3 separate regions of the Sus scrofa genome follow, and regions 1 and 3 are each linked to region 2. Evidence: chromatin contacts called from public HiChIP or PLAC-seq data. All regions are on one chromosome and are shown on one strand. The core of a region is the stretch at or near the end of the contact, and the rest is flanking DNA. Distances in the headings are between cores, read along the strand shown.

Region 1 (3,483 bases), core at 215-2,714, 170 kb after region 2:
AGCCTGCCATCAGCCACCCACACACCCTCGCCCTCCACTTTTCCACATCCCCAGATGGGCTTCTGACCATCCCACTTCTATCCTCAGCCTGTGACTGTCACCCTGTTGGTGCTGCTGGCAAAACCTGCAACCAGACCACAGGCCAGTGTCCCTGCAAGGACGGCGTCACTGGCCTTACCTGCAACCGCTGTGCCCCTGGCTTCCAGCAGAGCCGCTCTCCAGTAGCACCCTGCGTTAGTGAGTGGCACTGCCCTGCTTAGAACACCTCAGCCCAGGGCACCCCCAGCTCCATGCTGCTGTCTGCCTGTCCCCTGGGTCCTGCAGACCCCACCCCCGCCCCCGGCCCGCTCAAATGCAGGCCATTATCCCATCCCCCACAGAGACCCCTGTCCCTGGACCGACTGAGGAGAGCAACCCCGTGGAGCCCCAAGGTGAGTGGAGGTCCCAGAGGGGCAGGTCCATGCGGGGAGGGGGCTATGGATTCCAGGAGGGGAGGAAGAGAGGGTGAGGGAAAGAGATGGGCATCTGTGCCAACCTCCTCCCGCACCCTCCTCCCAGACTGTGACTTGCACTGCAAACCCGCCCGTGGTAGCTACCGCATCAGCCTGAAGAAGTTCTGCAGGAAGGACTATGGTAGGCCGCCCGCAGGCCTCCTGCCCCCAGCCTCCTCACCTTGCCCTACTTTCCTTGTGGGGCGTCCTGACCCTCGCTGGGTCCCGAGGCCATCCCCCACCCCTCAGATCCTCCGCTGTCTCCGGCCCCCGCCCCGTCAGCCCCCTTGGCCTCTCGGTGCTTCTCCGCCACCCCCTCCGACCCTCGCGGGCGCCGCGCCGGGTGCTCCTCTGCGCGGCCCGGCCCCGCCCCGCTTCGCCTGACCCCGCCCCTTTCACCTCCCTCGCAGCGGTGCAGGTGGCTGTGGGCGCGCGCGGCGAGGCGCGCGGCTCCTGGACACGCTTCCCGGTGGCCGTGCTCGCCGTGTTCCGGAGCGGCGAGGAGCGCGCGCGGCGCGGGAGCAGCGCCCTGTGGGTGCCGGCTCGGGACGCAGCCTGCGGCTGCCCGCGCCTACTGCCGGGCCGCCACTACCTGCTGCTGGGGGGCGGGCCGGGGGCCGCAGTCGGGGGCCCGGGGGCCGGGGGCCCGGTCTCAGTGCCGCCCGCGGAAGCCTCGTGCTGCCCTGGCGGGATGCGTGGACGCGGCGCCTCCGGAGGCTTCAGCGGCGCGAACGGCGGGGGCGCTGCGGGACGGCCTGACCCCACTGGCCGGGTGGGGGCCGGCGGGGCGGTTCCCACACATCAAGGCGCACGTTCTTGCAGTGTATCCGCCTACCGAGGAGTCATTGCTTGTGTCGCGCGAATCTCCATCTGCCCCACCAGCCCCCGACCTTGCCCCGCGCCTCCCTCGGTGCCTTGAGCTTCTGCCCAGGAGTGTGACAGACGCAACGACACCCCCGTCCCAACAAAGAGGGATGTGCTAGCCCCTAAGAGCGGCTTCGAGGCCTGCTTGGGCAGCTGTCATTAAGACGACTCCTTGCCCGCCCCCCCCACCCCGAGCTACCTGCGGCTTCCAAGGGACACAAGGATACCCCCAGAGGGCCGTGAACCCCCTGTGGGCCGGAACTTAGAGGCTCTGCGAACACTCCAAGGGCTGCCTTACCAACCCCACCCTGGGATGTCGTGGTCCCTCAGAAGTCCCACCTTCCTAAAAGTGACACCCCCAACATTTACGTACCCCTTTGTGATGCCAGGACCCACAGAAAGCGAGAACACCCTAAGGGCTGCTGTGATTCCACGGACTGTGTTCCGCCAAAGAGCGCTCTGACTCCCCAAGAGGCACTGTGGCCACGACAGACGCCTCTGGACCCCCACGGGGCTCGGTGACACTGGCTCTCCCACCCTCTCTGAGGATAAGCAGAGGGCGCTGTAACTCCTCCCCCAACGAGGATGGTGGCCTCTGGTTCCCGTCTGACCCGCTTGTCACCTCTGCCTGCTGGGAGTCCGTGTCCCTGTCCCTGCTGCGACTCTACCTCTTTTTTGGCCTGTTGTGTCCCTGTCCCTTGTCTCCATCTGGCTGTCTCTCTCAGCCTCTCACGTCCCTCCCCGAGGACCCCCTGCACCTTTCGCCCGCTCCGGATCGGACGACGTGCCCAAGCGGACGCGCGTCCCTAAGTCTACGCGTGATCCGGAGCGACAGCGGCTCCCGCGGGCAGCCCTGCAGACTCCCCAGATGCCTCCCGCCTCGCCGGCTGCTAAGCGGGTCAGCCCCCCCGCCCCCGTCCACTCTCTCGCGCCCGCGGGCGGGGGGCAGCGCGCGTACTCGCATTCCTCGCACTGGGACCCACGCACAGCTGGCGCATGCTCCTGCCGCCTTGCCGCGGGGCGTCAGCGCGCATGCCCAGAGCCCGATGCAGCGGAGACCAGCGGGCGCCCCGGGTGGGCAGCTGGCGGCGCGTCTCGGCTGGGGCGGGGCCGCGTGCGCGCGTGCGCAGAAAGGCGGGCGCTCGATCTCTCGGCAAGCTGAGGAGAAAGCGGCGCGGCGGGCGGAGGTGGGTGCGCGGCCGGCGCGGGTGGGCGGAGGTGGGCGCGCGGCCGGGCGGGCGGAAGCGAGACGGCCCGGCGCGGAGACCGCGGGGGCGGCGGGGCCGGGTGGGGGGCTGTCATCGCGGCCCCGGTGTGCTGAGGGAGGGGACGTGGGGGCCTGGCTGCGGGGCCTCTGTCCGAGACCCGGCGCGCGGCGGGGCGGCCGGCGCGCGGGTCCGGGGTCTGGGGCCCGCGCATCCGGGGCCCGAAGCCGTCTGCCTGGCGTTGCCAGCTCCCCGCGGACCGAGCGCCGGCCTGGGCGGGACGTGGGGCCGGGGCTGATCTCGACCCCGCCCCGCCGGACATCCCCCCGGGGGCAGAGCCAGCGCCCCCCACCAGGCTGTGTCCGCGCGCCGACCGGCTCCGGGCGTGGCGGCGGTCGGAAAGAGCTGTCTCTGTGTCACTCCTTCCTTGGGGCGCTTTCCGTCTCTGCGGGGAAGGAAATCCGCTTCTGGACTCAACACTTGCAACAGATTCTCTGATAACATTCTGCCTTCGAAGACCTGCAGCAGCGCCCGCCCCGGCCCTCCGCTGGCTCCAGGATGACAGCCGGCCCGCCTGCCTAGGTATCTATCCAGCCGTGTGAGCCTGGTGTGGTGCGTGCCCCCTTTGGAACGGACACAGTGCCAGGGAACAGAAGCATTTCCACAGGGCCCTGGGCGCTGAGCTCTCTGAGCCTTGAGTAAGCACCGCTGGAGGTCAGGGACAGGCTGCACCTGGTCAAGGTCCCGTCGCGGCAAGGGTGCTGGTGGCCTTGTGACTTCACTCAGTAAGGGAAAAGATGGATGGTGGGCTTCCTGGTTGAACACTTGCTGAGCTGACAGTAAAGGCCAGAGGTTGTCTAAGAGGCACAGGTTGTTGGGTTAGCGTGTGCCTGGAATGCACAGGCCTGCTAGTGGATGTGGCT
Region 2 (3,032 bases), core at 186-2,685:
ACACCCCCCTTTGGGCTGGGTATGTTTCAAGTGCCTAATATCCACACGTGGCCAATTACTGAACCAACCTTACTGAACAGATGACAGAGTGCAGATTGCTGGGCCCCACCCCAGGCCTAAAGATCTGCCCTAATGTACTTTGTAAATAAAAATCTAGCAAGTTATTCTTAAAACTCTGGAAAGTTAAGAACCACAGAGTACGTAAACGCTTCGCTGGGCGAGGCCTAGGTGGTAGAAAGCAATGGTTGACGTTCTCTGTTTACACAAGTTCAGGTAACAGCACAGGACTCTGGTTACCTCCCCCATCCTCCGGAAAGTTGCGCAGTCCAACAGCCAGAGAGAGGAGAGAACAACTAGTTAAATCTCGAGTAGCTACCGTTTCAGGTCGTATCTTCAGAGCCCCTTCCCCGCTGAACAGTACGTTTTAGGCATATTCATGCGAAATTACAAAGGCAAAAAGCCACATCTCTTCTCCACTGATATTTAACCTTCCCGTACCCTCCCTCCTGGGGCAAGCCGGGAAACAGAGCTCCAAGGCATTAAGGGCCATATCCCCAAAGATGGGCACCGAGAACGGCACACAGGAGTCCGACAAATGTTCGTGGATTCCATGTTTAAAGCAAGATCTTCAAAAGGAAGGTCAGACGGTCACCCAGGGCACCCCACAAAGCAACTCTGCACCCACCGGCCCCGGGCCCAACGCGACCTCGCCGCCCCCTGTCCGCGTAGACTCACAACTCCCCACTCCAGGCGCCGGGCCGCGAGAGCTTCCAGGGCAGGGCCTGACGTTGCGGGCCTGGGTCTCCTGCCCGGCGAGAGGACCCTGAGGGTGGAGGCCGAGTTCCCGGCTGCTCCGAATTCCGCGGGCCTCCCTGGGCCCGCCGCAGAGAAGACGAAGCGAGGGCGCCCTTCCGCCCGCCGCAGCCCCGACCACTTCCGGGCCGCGGCCTCGGCGCCTCCTACTCAGCTCTCCTCTGGCCACTCTTTCTTCTTAAGAACTACACCGCGCCGCTAGGCCGCCGTTGCCACCGCGGGGCCGGGGAGAGGGCCGGCTTCACGATGCACCCCGCCGACCTTGGCGAGCGGCCCCCGAAGCTCGGATGGGGTCGGATTCCCGCAACTTACATCTTCCCGCCGCCGAGACCTCCTCCCGCTTTCCTCAGCCGCCGAGGCCGGCGCCGCTCTGGCGTCAGGATTAGGGAGCGGGAAGGCGCCGTCGTCCGGCGCGCAGCGATGACGTAGAGCGCCTCAGCCAATGAGCGCGAGCAAGGAGAATGTTAAAGAGCCAAGGTCGTGTGTAGCACCCCGCGTTGGAGCGCGTACTTTGGTTCCCCTCTCGGGAGGGGCGTCTTGGGCCGCCAGGGGCTGGCTGCGCGGCGCATAGGGCGGGCAAACTGGCAGCTTGCTGGGGCTGGGAGGGCCGTGCTGCGTGGTAGCTCGCGGGCCGGCGCGGGGCGGGTTAAGGCGGCCCTGCCCCTCTCCGTGCGCCTGCGTCCTAGGCTCGCCGCGGGCTTGGTGCGGTCCGTGGGCGCTGGGCCTGAGACCCGGAGTTTCGGGCGGCGGGGTTGGGGGAGGAGTGCGCAGGTGCCGCGGCCTCTAGCCGACCGCCGTGGGGACCGGCCGGGCAGAGGGTTCGTGCGGTTAGAAGCCTCTCAGGGAGTGGCCAGGCAGACGCAGCTTTTACTCCAGCGGAACTCGGCCGGGTGGGTAAGACGGGGTAGTGCCGTCAGAAAGGACGGGCAGCAAAAGACAGGGTAGAAGACGAGGTGCAGGAGTCCCCGTCGTGGTTCAGGGGAAACAAGTCTGACTACAGTCCATAAGGACGCCGGTTAGATCCCTGGCCTTAATTAGTGGATTAAGGATCCGGCGTTGCCTATGAGCTGTGATGTAAGGTCGCAGACGCGGCTGGGATCTGGTGTTGCTGTGGCTGTGTCGTAGGCTGGCAGCTGCAGCTCCGATTCGCTCCCTGACCTGGGAACCTCCAAATACCGCACATGCGGCCCTAAAAAGACAATAAATAAATACATTAAAAATTTAAAAAAGAAGGAGTTCCCATTGTGGCTCAGTGGTTAACCAATCTGACTAGGAAGCATGAGGTTGTGGGTTCGATCCCTGACCTTGCTCAGTGGGTTAAGGATCCGGTGTTGCCGTGAGCTGTGGTGTAGGTCGCAGGCGCAGGTCGGATCCTGCATTGCAGTGGCTCTGGCGTAGGCCGGCGGCTACCTCTAGCCTGGGAACCAACATATGCAGCGAGAGAGACCCAAGAAATGGCAAAAAGACAAAAAATAAAATAAAATAAAATAAAAAGAGAAGACTAGGTGCAGAAGTCAAGGCGCCTCTGCGGAGGTGACACTGCAGCTGAGACCCAAGTGGAAGGGTGCCCTCAGCCGAGAGAAGAGCAGGTGCAAAGGCGCAGAGGCTTGCTGGCAGAAGCCGGGGCTAGGAAGGTGGAGTTTAGCATTTGGGGGGAACTTGGAAGGTGTGCAAGATAAGGCGCCAAGGCTTCATCCCGGGGCTGGTGGACGGCGCAGGCGGGGAGGCATTGCCAGAGCCTCCTGGCAACGGCAAGAGGGTGAGGTTTAGAGGCCCAGGACCAGGCAGGAGGCTGTTGGAGTAAAACCCGGCTCTGAGAGGGCCAGGGCTTGCAGGGTTTGTTGACTGCTGTGTACCTGCTTCCTTCCTTATTGGAAGGAGGGGAGGAAGGTGCACCCCTGTCTCAGAACAGGTGGAACAGGTAGACTCAGCAGGGAAGAGAAGAGAGCAGATCCAGGGTGTGTTCCGGGGAAAGGAACCACTGTGGTGCGGAGATGGGCCAGAGATGGGCACCTGGACGGTGCCTTTGATACCTCATCCTGGGTTGAGGGGTGTCTGAGGAGTCGGGGACAAAAGACAGGCAGGGGCAGCCTCCCTTTGGAGGCCTCTCTGCTGAGGCCTCTGCACACTCCTGGGAGGGGGCTTGGCAGGCGGAGTCAGTCCGGGTTGTGGTTCTCCCTCTGGATTTAGATTTGGGGAGTGGGGGCCATTTAGAGAAG
Region 3 (3,526 bases), core at 47-2,546, 140 kb after region 2:
TTCCTGTCCTCTGGCCTCTGGGGAGCAGGCCCCAAGTTTGCTCTGCTCTACCAGCTGGTCTTACACCGCCCCTGCCCCTTCCACCCCCAGCTCCCAGGGCCTCATATCTCACTTGTGATCACGGCAGACATCTCCATCTCCTGCTCCAGACTGGCATGGAGCCTTGACAACACGGAGGCTCCTCTGTGTGTGCCCAGCTGCTGAGCACAGACCAACTACCCTGAAGGGGTTCCATGAGCCTAAGGGGTGGAGGGACAGGGCTGTGGCGAAGAGGGGATGAGAGCATTGACCCGGATTCCCCAGCTTTTCTAGGAAGAGCCACTTTCAAACACTGCTCCCAGGAGACTGCATTTCTTTCCTGGTCAGAATGTCTCATGAAAGAGGTGGGATGTGAGCTGGTTCCTGAAAGACTGGGTGGGTGGACACTGCCTAATACCTGAGTGAACGGACAGCTCAGCTGTGGCTGCGGCAGCCAGCAAGGCACTGTAAGCGTGCACGTCTGTTTTAGGAAGGTCTCCCAGGTGACTCCAGGAGACACTGGGGACTGACAGGGGTCAGTGTATCTAGTCCGAGCGAGAAGGTGAGCGCTCCCCTGGGATGGAGGAGGGGTCCAGGGTGAGCCACACTTCAAGGGAAGAAAGAGGCAAACGTGCTGGCTTGAGTCAATGAAGATTTCGAGCCCCAGGTCTTTGAATTACACTTTCTGCATCACGATCTACGCCAGCCGTGGCTGGGCCACCGAAACAGGGTCTCTTCGCCTGAAGCAACGGTGGGAAGCAGGGTGTGCGGCTTTCGGGCGCGGGCCGGAAAGGTCAGGAGCAGCCTCCGTGAGGTGCTGCCTGCGGGTGGGGTCGCCCGAGTTCTCACAAGCAGAAACCAGGTCCGGGTCCCAGCTGCGCCGTGCGGCGCCCTCCGCGAGACCCCGGGCTCTGCGGCGCGTCGGGTCCGCTCAGACTTTCACTGACAACCCACGGTGCGCCGTGGGCTCGGGTCGCTCGGACCTCTGCCAACAAGTCAGCAGCAAGGTCCAATCCCAGAACAGACAGGGCTCACAGGGTCGAGAGCGAGCTCCTCGGGGACCCCAGCCCGGGCCAGGGAGGCGGGGCGGCCGCGCACACTCCGCCAATCAACAGTCAGCGTTCGAATTCGCGTCCTGGTACGGCCAATCGCGGGCGCCTGGGGCCGTGGGGGCGGGGTAGGGGCGGGGCCTGGCGGAGCTGTGGCGCGCACCACCCCCCCGGGCCGGCCAATGGGAGTGCCGGGCGCGTTTGAAAACTCGGGCGGGCGGCGGGGCGGGTTTGCGCCTGCGTGGGGCGGTGCGCACTGGGCCCGCGGGCGGCGACGGCGGCGGCGGCGGCGACAGCGGCGAAGGCGACGGCAGCGACGGCTATGGGGAGCGGAGGGGGTGAGCGCGGGGCGCCGGGCGCGGGGCGCGGGCGGCGGCGGTGCGGCCTCGAGACTGAGCAGGTCCGGCCCGAGCCCTTCGGTCCGGGGTGCGCGTCGTCCAGACGGCACCCGCCCGGCGCGCGGTTTAAATGCCCAGCGGCGCCCTGCTCCGCGTGAAAGCCGCGCGCGGGGCCTGCCACCTGTCGAGGGCTGTAATCACCGCTAAAGTTTCAGTGGTGATTACCTTGGCTGTCCTAGAGCAAGGGAATGAAAAAAAATGGCAAAATCTGGGGGTTGGACGCCCTGCGTCTTCGTTTGGCGTTCGCAGCCCGTTAATTGCTGATGGCTTGAAGACCCAGTTTAGGAGCGAGGGGAACGGGCAGGAGGAAGTCCTGTGGAGGGAGTGGTGCAGGTGGGCGAGCAGCCGCCTCCCGGCGGGACGGACGGGACGGGACGGGACGGACGGGACTCGTAGGTGATGGGCTCCTCCTCCCTGAGAGCTTCTAGGTCGTCTGCTTAGAGTGAGGGAGTTGCTGGAGATGAAGTTGCAAGGACCCGCTGCGGGGACATCAGGCTCTGAGACTGGCTGGGCAGCTCTGAAATCCGCGGAGCTGGACTGGCCTGGTCTTCAAGTCCACCCTTAGCTTCTCTGCAGGGCAGACCCTCCTAGTTTGGAAACCAGACTGTTCAGGCCCGCGGATCCTATTAAAATTATGCACTTTGTCATGTGTGCAATAGAAGCAAAGAGATAGCAGGGGTGGGGTCTTTCCTGAGTGAAATGCCGGGTCATCCTTTTCCTCTTCCTGGTTGTCCTATGGGCTCTGGATCAGAAGTTACCCCAAAGCCCAGTTACCGGGTTACTACTCACCAGAGGTTTATGGAATGTTTGAATGAATGATGGTGGTCTTCTGTAACACTGCTGCTCTCGGTTTCTTAGTCTCTGTTTGGGACGGTAAATATGGCTGGTTCCTTTCCTGGGGCAGAGGACAGTAACTGTTGAATCACATTCTGATGTCACTTTTCACATCAGCACAACTCCTATCCAACACATCACTTAGACCATCGGATTGTTTTTCTTAAGTGATCCACTGCAGGTGTGCCAAGTGTTTCTGCTATCCTGCAAAGCGAAGAATAAGGAGGAGACCCCGAAATCTGTCCATCTTGAGTCTCCCTGAAGACGTGCTCTTTCACATCCTGAAATGGCTCTCCGTCGGTGACATCCTCGCCGTGCGAGCTGTAAGTTGTCAGAGGAAAATGGTGGGAGCCCTGGCACTGCTGATTATACCGTGAAGCCTTTGTGTCTTAAATGTCAGAACAAAACTTGGGCTGCACGTGAGGGCAGAGGAAACAGTGCTGATATTGGTGGTAGATGCTCGAGGTTGTTTCTGATTGCTGAAAGCTAACACGTAGGACAGGGTCTGAGGCTGCTCATTGCAGGGTTTGTTTTAACAGAGAAGTACTCTGTTAAGGCAGTAAAACTGGCATTCCTGTAATAAATAAAATAGTACTAAAAAGAAAACAGGAGTTCCCGTCCTGGTACAGTGGTTAACGAATCCAACAAGGAACCATGAGGTTGTGGGTCCGATCCCTGGCCTTGCTCAGTGGGTTAGGGATCCGACATTGCCGTGAGCTGTGGTGTAGGTCGCAGACAAGGCTTGGATCCCACGTTGCAGTGGCTGTGGTGCAGGCCGGTGGCTACAGCTCCAATTAAACCCCTAGCCTGGGAACTTCTATATGCCTCGGGAATCGGCCCTAGAAAAGGCAAAAAGACAAAAAAAATAATAATAAAATAAATAAAAAGAAAACAGTATCGTCTTGAAAGCAGATCCTGTGTAACATTCAGCACGGAAAGGGACTCTGGGAGTTCTTTTGCAGGTACTGGAACTGCAGCCTCACTTAGAATGTCTTAAGCAAAGGCGTACAGCAAATTAGTAGGGGGACACCAACAAGGAGCTGCTTCTCTGACTCCCATAGCTGCCTCCACTGTGTTCACCATGGGCGCTACATTTCCCATGGCAGGGGGGAAGGTTTGGCACTTAGAATGCTCATCTGGGCTCAGGGCCCCCGGCCTGGCGCTTGCTACAATGGCCCGTGGCAGAGGCTCCAGGTCCCACCTGAGGCTGCTGTCGTGTGTCTGGAG

The links. HiChIP or PLAC-seq counts read pairs in DNA pulled down with a chosen protein or histone mark.
Region 1: a contact with region 2 is called in an H3K27ac HiChIP or PLAC-seq map of alveolar macrophages. The contact joins the promoter of TBC1D24 here to the promoter of RNPS1 in region 2. A contact is called at or near these places in 2 of 47 Hi-C or Micro-C datasets (embryonic fibroblasts and liver) and 2 of 2 datasets of contacts at active chromatin or transcription factors (alveolar macrophages and skeletal muscle).
Region 3: a contact with region 2 is called in an H3K27ac HiChIP or PLAC-seq map of alveolar macrophages. The contact joins the promoter of CCNF here to the promoter of RNPS1 in region 2. A contact is called at or near these places in 2 of 5 promoter capture datasets (fetal liver and fetal skeletal muscle) and 1 of 2 datasets of contacts at active chromatin or transcription factors (alveolar macrophages).

The regions. Positions count from the first base shown.
Region 1 is chr3:39,570,298-39,573,780 of Sscrofa11.1, reverse strand. It overlaps TBC1D24 (TBC1 domain family member 24), which reads left to right and starts at 1,464. Exons shown (of 10, transcript XM_021086761.1): 1 at 1,464-2,542. NTN3 (netrin-3) reads left to right here. Exons shown (of 7, transcript XM_021086754.1): 3 at 88-237; 4 at 381-431; 5 at 559-633; 6 at 902-1,120; 7 at 1,123-1,351. The coding sequence ends at 1,250.
Region 2 is chr3:39,737,461-39,740,492 of Sscrofa11.1, reverse strand. It overlaps RNPS1 (RNA-binding protein with serine-rich domain 1), which reads right to left and starts at 1,435. Exons shown (of 8, transcript XM_003481099.4): 1 at 736-1,435. LOC110259946 (a long non-coding RNA gene) reads left to right here and starts at 2,213. Exons shown (of 2, transcript XR_002342443.1): 1 at 2,213-3,032.
Region 3 is chr3:39,600,858-39,604,383 of Sscrofa11.1, reverse strand. It overlaps CCNF (cyclin-F), which reads left to right and starts at 1,296. Exons shown (of 17, transcript XM_003124740.6): 1 at 1,296-1,405; 2 at 2,468-2,622. The coding sequence starts at 1,390.